2 separate regions of the Rattus norvegicus genome follow, and region 1 is linked to region 2. The links are chromatin contacts, called in public Hi-C maps. All regions are on one chromosome and are shown on one strand. Each heading gives the region's core, a stretch centred on a gene start, on an enhancer-like site or on the middle of the called end of the contact. The rest is flanking DNA. Distances are from core to core; before and after follow the strand shown.

Evidence for each region. A called contact is a pair of places that touch in the nucleus more often than the background predicts.
Region 1: a Hi-C map of frontal cortex shows a contact between it and region 2, with 1.8 times the contacts expected there. The contact joins the promoter of Rtcb here to the enhancer-like site in region 2. A contact is called at or near these places in 6 of 12 Hi-C or Micro-C datasets (the A7r5 cell line, the Rat2 cell line, Schwann cells and 3 more).

What each region holds. Positions count from the first base shown.
Region 1 is chr7:19,793,496-19,796,873 of GRCr8, reverse strand. Rtcb (RNA 2',3'-cyclic phosphate and 5'-OH ligase) reads right to left here and starts at 1,481. Exons shown (of 12, transcript NM_207614.2): 1 at 1,271-1,481. The coding sequence starts at 1,363. It overlaps Bpifc (BPI fold containing family C), which reads right to left. Exons shown (of 16, transcript NM_001106773.1): 16 at 3,240-3,378.
Region 2 is chr7:19,678,880-19,682,139 of GRCr8, reverse strand. Syn3 (synapsin III) reads right to left here. Exons shown (of 14, transcript NM_017109.2): 11 at 1,667-1,801; 12 at 988-1,075. Among named protein-coding and RNA genes, the nearest start is that of Fbxo7, 45 kb to the left of the region's middle. Within about 2 kb of position 1,934, at least 49 of the 93 cell types and tissues checked have an H3K27ac peak or open chromatin away from gene starts, as enhancers often do. A contact at or near this core is called in the A7r5 cell line and Schwann cells, where this site is marked.

The DNA.
Region 1 (3,378 bases), core at 232-2,731, 120 kb before region 2:
AATTCTAATCAACTATCTCAAAATCAAAATAATTGCTCATAAAATTTCTGAGAAGATATATGTCTACCATGATTTTGCTATTATATAACTTACACATTATAAAAAAAACCACCATATATATTAATAAAACACCATATATATGGATATAATGTATAATTTTCATGTGTCACTTAAAAAATTAGCAAGTAACTCTACTAACCAACCTTCCCTTCTTCCACACAACAAAGGAAAATACTGTTTCACTGCTGTGGACTTTTCCTCCCTAGTACCTTGTAGAGTGGTGCAAAAGGAAGTTTTGTGTGTGTTTGTTTTTCGAGACAGGGTTTCTCTGTGTAACAAGTCCTGAATTCACTTTGCAGACCAGTCTGGACTCAAATTTAAGAGATCTGCCTACCTCTGCCTCCTGAGTGCTGGGATTAAAGACGTGTATTACCACTTTTGATAAAATTTTGTGCTTTGAGAGGGTGTCTTATTTAAAGTCACTTTAGCTGGCTTCATATAATAAACTGTCCTCTCACATAGGATCTTCCATTTCCCAGTCTCCAGGGATTATAGCCCCAAGCCACCAAGGGAAGCCTATCAGTAACTTAAAAGGGCTGCAAACCCTTACTGCATTCTCATGGCATTTAAGGGATTGAGTCACTTAACATGTGCCAAAACCTCCCAAGTGTTTTCGTCCTCTACTTTAACGGAACCCCTGAGTACAAACGATGGTGGAAACATCAGGCCCAGGGTTTCAGATCCTGGTCTCTCTCCCAAGTCTTCAGTGGAAACATATCATCCAGGCTGAGAAAATGAAGTGGGCTAGACAAGAGGTCAGGGTTGTCTTCCTTGATGGGTACAGAGAGGTCAGCCACCAACTGATCCTCGGGGATCCTTCTCGAAAAGCAAATTAAAAGCCTGAATCTTGCCGATGTGTCGTTACATTAAAAGCCAGTTAAGTTTGGAGAATGCCATCTGTAAACCTTTTCTAAATAACTACCATGACTCAAGAGGAACAGTTTCAGGTTAGCGGTGCCAACTTGGAAAAGTTCACAGAAATCTCGAAAGACCAGGAACACATCCTGTCTGATGGCGCGTGGGGAAAACACGCGTGAGCCCCCGCTGCAACTGTCCTCGTGTGTGGATCCCGTGCGTGGGGTCTGTGGGTCGGCTCTGAGGAGGGAGACGTGGAACCCTGCAGGGGTCGGCCCGCCCGGCGCTGGGCGGAGGAGACCGGTTCGCGGTGGAGTCGCGGCCTGCAGTTCCGAAGGCCACTGCCCCCACTCACCTGCATGTTGGGCACAAAGCCCTTCTTGATCCTCCAGCAGTTCTTATTGATCTTGTCCAAGAACTGTAGCTCATCGTTGTAGTTACGACTCATGGTGGCGGCGAGCTAGCGATACCTCCCGGCTACACGTAGAAAGAGAAACAGCCTCACTGTCCGCCGGCTCCACGCAGCGCCGCCTCTCAGTGCGCAGGCGCGACCGGCTCCGCCCCAGGAGGGAAGATGGCAGGCGCCGAGGCTCAAAACGCATCGCACGAGTCGTTTCCATCATGTTACAATGGGCTACACCACTAATCTTGGACTTTTGATCTCTCTCTCTCTCTCTCTCTCTCTCTCTCTCTCTCTCTCTCTCTCTCTCTCTCTCTCTCTCTCCCCCTCCCCCTCTCTTCTCTCTCCTATCTTTCTTTCCTTCTTTCCTCCCTTTCTTCCCTCCCTCCCTCCCTCCCCCCCTCTCTCTCCCTCCCCCCCTCTCTCTCCCTCCCTCCCCCTCTCTTCTCTCTCCTATCTTTCTTTCCTTCTTTCCTCCCTTTCTTCTCTCTCTCTCTCTCTCTCTCTCTCTCTCTCTCTCTCTCTCTCTCTCTCTCCTTTCCTTCTTCCCCCGCCCCTCCTTTCTCTCTCTCTCTTTTTTTTCTAAAGTAAGGTCTTAATAAGTTTTTGGTTTTGTTTTTAAAAGTAAGGTCTTAGAGTAAAGCTATTTAGCCTCGGTGAGCCTGGAACTCGCTATGTAGCCAGGTTGGTCCCGAATTCTCAGAGATACACTTGCGAATATCTCCTGACTACCGCCATTGAAGACATGCTGCTTGGGAATGTTTTTGAGCAGCTCCTGAAAACTCTTTACTCCAGATCAGGTCAACAACTATATAGAATGTGTAGTTTGGAGTTCATGCCCCCATTAGTGAAACAGCTGAGCAAGACAAAATACTAACGAACGACACATTTGACACCTGTAATGTATCAAGAATGAAATTGAGGATATACAACGAGCATTCTCCATTACAAAAAGAGCATCCCAAAGAAGCACATCATGACAGTGTATCATTTATTTCTACAAATGTTTATGAAGGGAATCTGCTCTGGCCATCGATGCCCTGCAAAGATGAGTGAACTCCAGTTGCTGGGGAATCGTTGTGTTTTGTAGCCCAGCTTTGTTTGGAGTGTGTCCTGTGAGGGTACTTTTAAACTCAATTGGCTCTTGCTCTTGGGGCAAGAGAGCTTGCAGTGATTTGCAGGATAGTCCTACCCTGTGAAGAACACCACAGTAACCATCAGGAAGATTCGGTTTCCACCCCTGCCATTACCACCTTTGTGTGATAAATTCCTCTGTTTTCACTTCCATGAAATGGGATCATAATTCTTTATAGAGTGGCTCTGAAGGCCACAGAAATGAAAGTGGAGGGGTAGCCAGACCAGGGTGTTAAGTACTTACACAGTTCTCTTCTATCCCCCAGTAGCCTAAGGAGTTAAACAAAGGGTGTGGCTTCTGTTCATTTTTTACATATCTATCTTGGCTGTCCCATCTCCTGTTCCTCAGTGCAGTCTCACCCTGCTGATTAATAACCAATGTCAACTGTGAACTGCCTAGGTTTAGAAAGCTGAACTACCATTTCATCCAATCTTTTTTTTAAAAAAGAATTATTTATTTATTGTATGTGGGTACACTGTTGCTGTCTTCAGACACACCAGAAGAGGGCATCAGACCCCATTATAGATGGTTGTGAGCCACCCTGTGGTGGCTGGGAATTGAACTCAGGACGTCTGGAAGAGCCGTCGGTGCTCTTAGCCAGTGAAACATCTCTCCAGCCCTCATTTCATCCAGTCTTTGAAAGGACACGTCCACAAAGGTAAACAAATGACAGAGGACGACCGTGGAAAGATTTAAGAGGCTCTCGGCTCCCTTTTAATATTGCTATTTGTAGAACTTCAGTCTTTGCCAAAGTTGGAAAGAGAATGAAGTCTTTTCCATTTTTTTTGTCATATTTTATTAAAATAAATTCAGGGCAGGAGCTTTCACACACAGGTACTGACATTGATAGAAAACAATTTTAATTAAGCACAGGACACAGGACAGTAATAGTAAACATAAAACACAAAGTCCAACGAAAGTAGAGAAG
Region 2 (3,260 bases), core at 685-3,184:
GGGAAGGGAAATGCTAACACTTCCTCTGCAGAGCGGCTGGGAGGATGAATTCCAGTGCAGAAGGGAGTGGCCCCAGAACAGGGGCTGACATGTTAAATGCTTAGCAATCCTTCTGTTCTCTTTTCCCAACTCCTTTCCCTGACCTCAGGAGGACAGCATCCCTCCTGGGGTCCTCATCATGCAGACGGAGGGAGTATATATAAATAGTAAGGATAAAGCATTAGGAATGGATTGTCTATACCAGCAGTTCTCATGGATCATAGCCCCTTGCGGGGGGGGGGGAGCAACCTTTTCACAGGGATCGCTCAAGACCATCAGAAAACTCAGATCATAATTTCATGGTTGAGAGTTAACACAACAGGAGGAACTGTATTAAAGGGTTGCTGCATCTGGAAGGTTGAGAGCCACTGGGCTAGACTGTCTCCAGCAACCCACTGTTATTGATTTAATTAGTTAGCTGCTCTGTGTATGTGTGTACACGTGGAGGTCAGAGGACACTGAGTGTCTTCCTCTCTTGCTTCCTACCTTACTCCCTCTAGACCAGTGGCTCTCGACCTTCCTGATGCTGCCACCCCTTAATCTAGTTCCTCAGGGTTCGGTGACCACCCAACCACAAAATTCTTTTTGTTGCTACTTTATAGCCGTAATTTTGCTACTATTATGATTCATAATGTATGTGTCTGATATGCAGGATATCTGACATGCAACCCCAGAGGGGTTGAGAACCACTGCTTTGGACAGCATCTCTTATTGAGCTAAACTAACTGGTCAGCCAGTTCCCAGGAACTGCCTGTCCCTCCCTTCCCCCAGTGTTGTAAATACAGACATGTTTGGCTATGTCCAGCTTGTTACTTGTGTGATGGGGATTTGAACTCATGTTGTCATGCTCGCACAGAATGTGTTCTTATCACTGAGACACCTCACAGTCCTCTGCACTGCATTTCAGTTTCATTGATACAGTGTTTCTCAGTGGCTGCCCCATCTTACCTTGTGGAGGTGGCCTTGGCTGGGGCTGTCCGAGCAGAGGTCCTAGCTGGCCTTGCCCTGGAGATTTTGCAGATTTAGTCTGTGGACCCTAGAGTAAGAGAAGAGGAAGGAAGCCCCTGGCTACAGTAATTCTGGTAGGAGGCAAAGCCTTAGATACATCTTTATTTTAAAAATCACTGATGTAAAGTACACAATGCATGATTCTTCAGTGTACCTCCTGATAGGTTTTTAGGATAGCCACGGAAGATGCTGCAAATGCCTCCTGGCTCCTAGAAGCCCCTTGAGTTCAACTACTATTCCTGTGTGTATGAAGAGATGGGTTTCTGTGGGATAAGTAGGGGTTGGTGTTGGGGGAAAGATTTGAAACTTGCTTTCCCAGAAGGCTGACGATTGCTGGGTCGGGGGATGGGAAGCCTGAGACACAATAGTTTCTATTGTCCTGTGCACTGGGAACATAGGGCATCTGTGTGCCTGGATTCTTTCACACATCTCCATTCAGATCCAACATGGAGACAGAGAGATGAACATTGCCATCAATCAATCCAAAGATGATGGGACAGGAGTTTTCTTTCTAGGAGAGATGAGCAAGAAAGGGTCCCTGCAAGGCCCTTGCCAGCCTCTGTCCCCACCCCCTTCTCCTATAGGATGCCTGCCTGGGGTTATCTCAAGAAAACCTTACCCAAGGTCTCAGGGGGGAGGGCACCGAGGCCCCTGGCACCAGGAGTTGGCTCATCTTGGAAACAACAAGGTCAGCCATTAACTGCTTGTCCTCCTCCACATGTTCTCCAATCAGTGGCATTGAACTGTCCATGACCTGGTGTGGGGGAGGAGAGGAGGTTGAAGAACCCTGAAGTTGGCTTTTTATTTCTGGAGTGTTGACACTGCGCTCAAGGCAGAATGACCACTAGATGGCAATGTTCTCCATGCAACGCACCCAGCTGGGCACTTCCTGCTGTCTGGGCTCCCAGCAGACACGCAGTTCTCTCTAGTTCCTTGTGAAGGGCTCCCTGGATTCAGTTCCACTCAGCCTCCACACCCTGGAGTCCAGCAACGTGACCAGGGCTGGGGAGCACGTGTTGACCTTCTCTGTACTCTGGGGCGTCAGTCTCTGCCCCCTCATTTCCCACCCTCTCGTTTCCCACTCCACTGTCCTCCCAGAGCTGGGGCTGGCCCTCTCTCTTCTGGCCCAAGGTTAAAGATGTCCTCAGAGCTGGGAACTGGTGGGGGCTCAATTAGAACAACAACTAACAATTTGACACAGGCTGGAAGTGACCCAGGGTTAACAGAGAAGACAAAAGAGGAAAAACATTGTTCTGGGGGCTCCCAGCTGGACACAGACCTAAAATGAAACTCTCCTTGGGAACCAGGCTGTCCTTAAGGAAGAAGGGGCTGCATTTTGGGAAGTCACGTTGGCCCAGTCTACTTTTGTAGTAGATGGGGAAACTGAGGCGCAGAGGTGTGAGTCAGTGTGCCAGGTGATCACGAGGTACAGGCAGCTGATGGTCTTAAGGGGACATAAAGTCTTGGTGGACTTGGGACAGAGCTGTGTTTGTCACCTCTTTCCTCTACCGTTGGAATTCAGCCTTCCCCTGTCTGTCACCTGATTCACCCTGCCAAACCCTGGCCCTTCGCCCAGCTCTGGGGTAATCGGATATTCTTACTTCCAGACCCTGTACCTAGCTCTCTCTGCCCACTCCTCACCTGGCTAACTCCTCACTCAACACGAAACATCTAGTCCACCCTTCCTCCAGAAACCCTTCAGGACCACACCCGTTCCTAGGAGCCCCTCTGTGACCATGTCTTTGCTGAGCTCACTCAACTGACCCACTGGAGAGCTTAGTCCCAGAATTATCATAAAGTCAGAGTGGCCAGTGTCCTGGGGGAACTATGGGTGGGGGGAGGTCCTTGCAGTAAACTCTGTTTACCATGGGAAGGCCTTGACAGTACAGGGTCACTGAGCGCTGGTGCGATACGGGACACTATTCTAAGACCCAGGTATCGATGATGCCAGTGCTGTCACTTTGCAGGGCTGGGAATGTGACGACAGTGCTCACCTCGCATACCTGGGGCCTTGGCTTCCACCCCCAGCACCTATGATTCCAGCATTCAGGAGGCAGAGGCAAGGGCAACAAAAGTTCAAGGTCTTCCTACATATTGAATTTGAGGGTAGCCTGGGCTACACGGGGACCTATCTTAGAATGAGCCTTCAAGGCAGGTTCTACGATTACATGGTTTCCTCGTCAGGGCTGAGGAAACGGATGGAGAGTTCTATA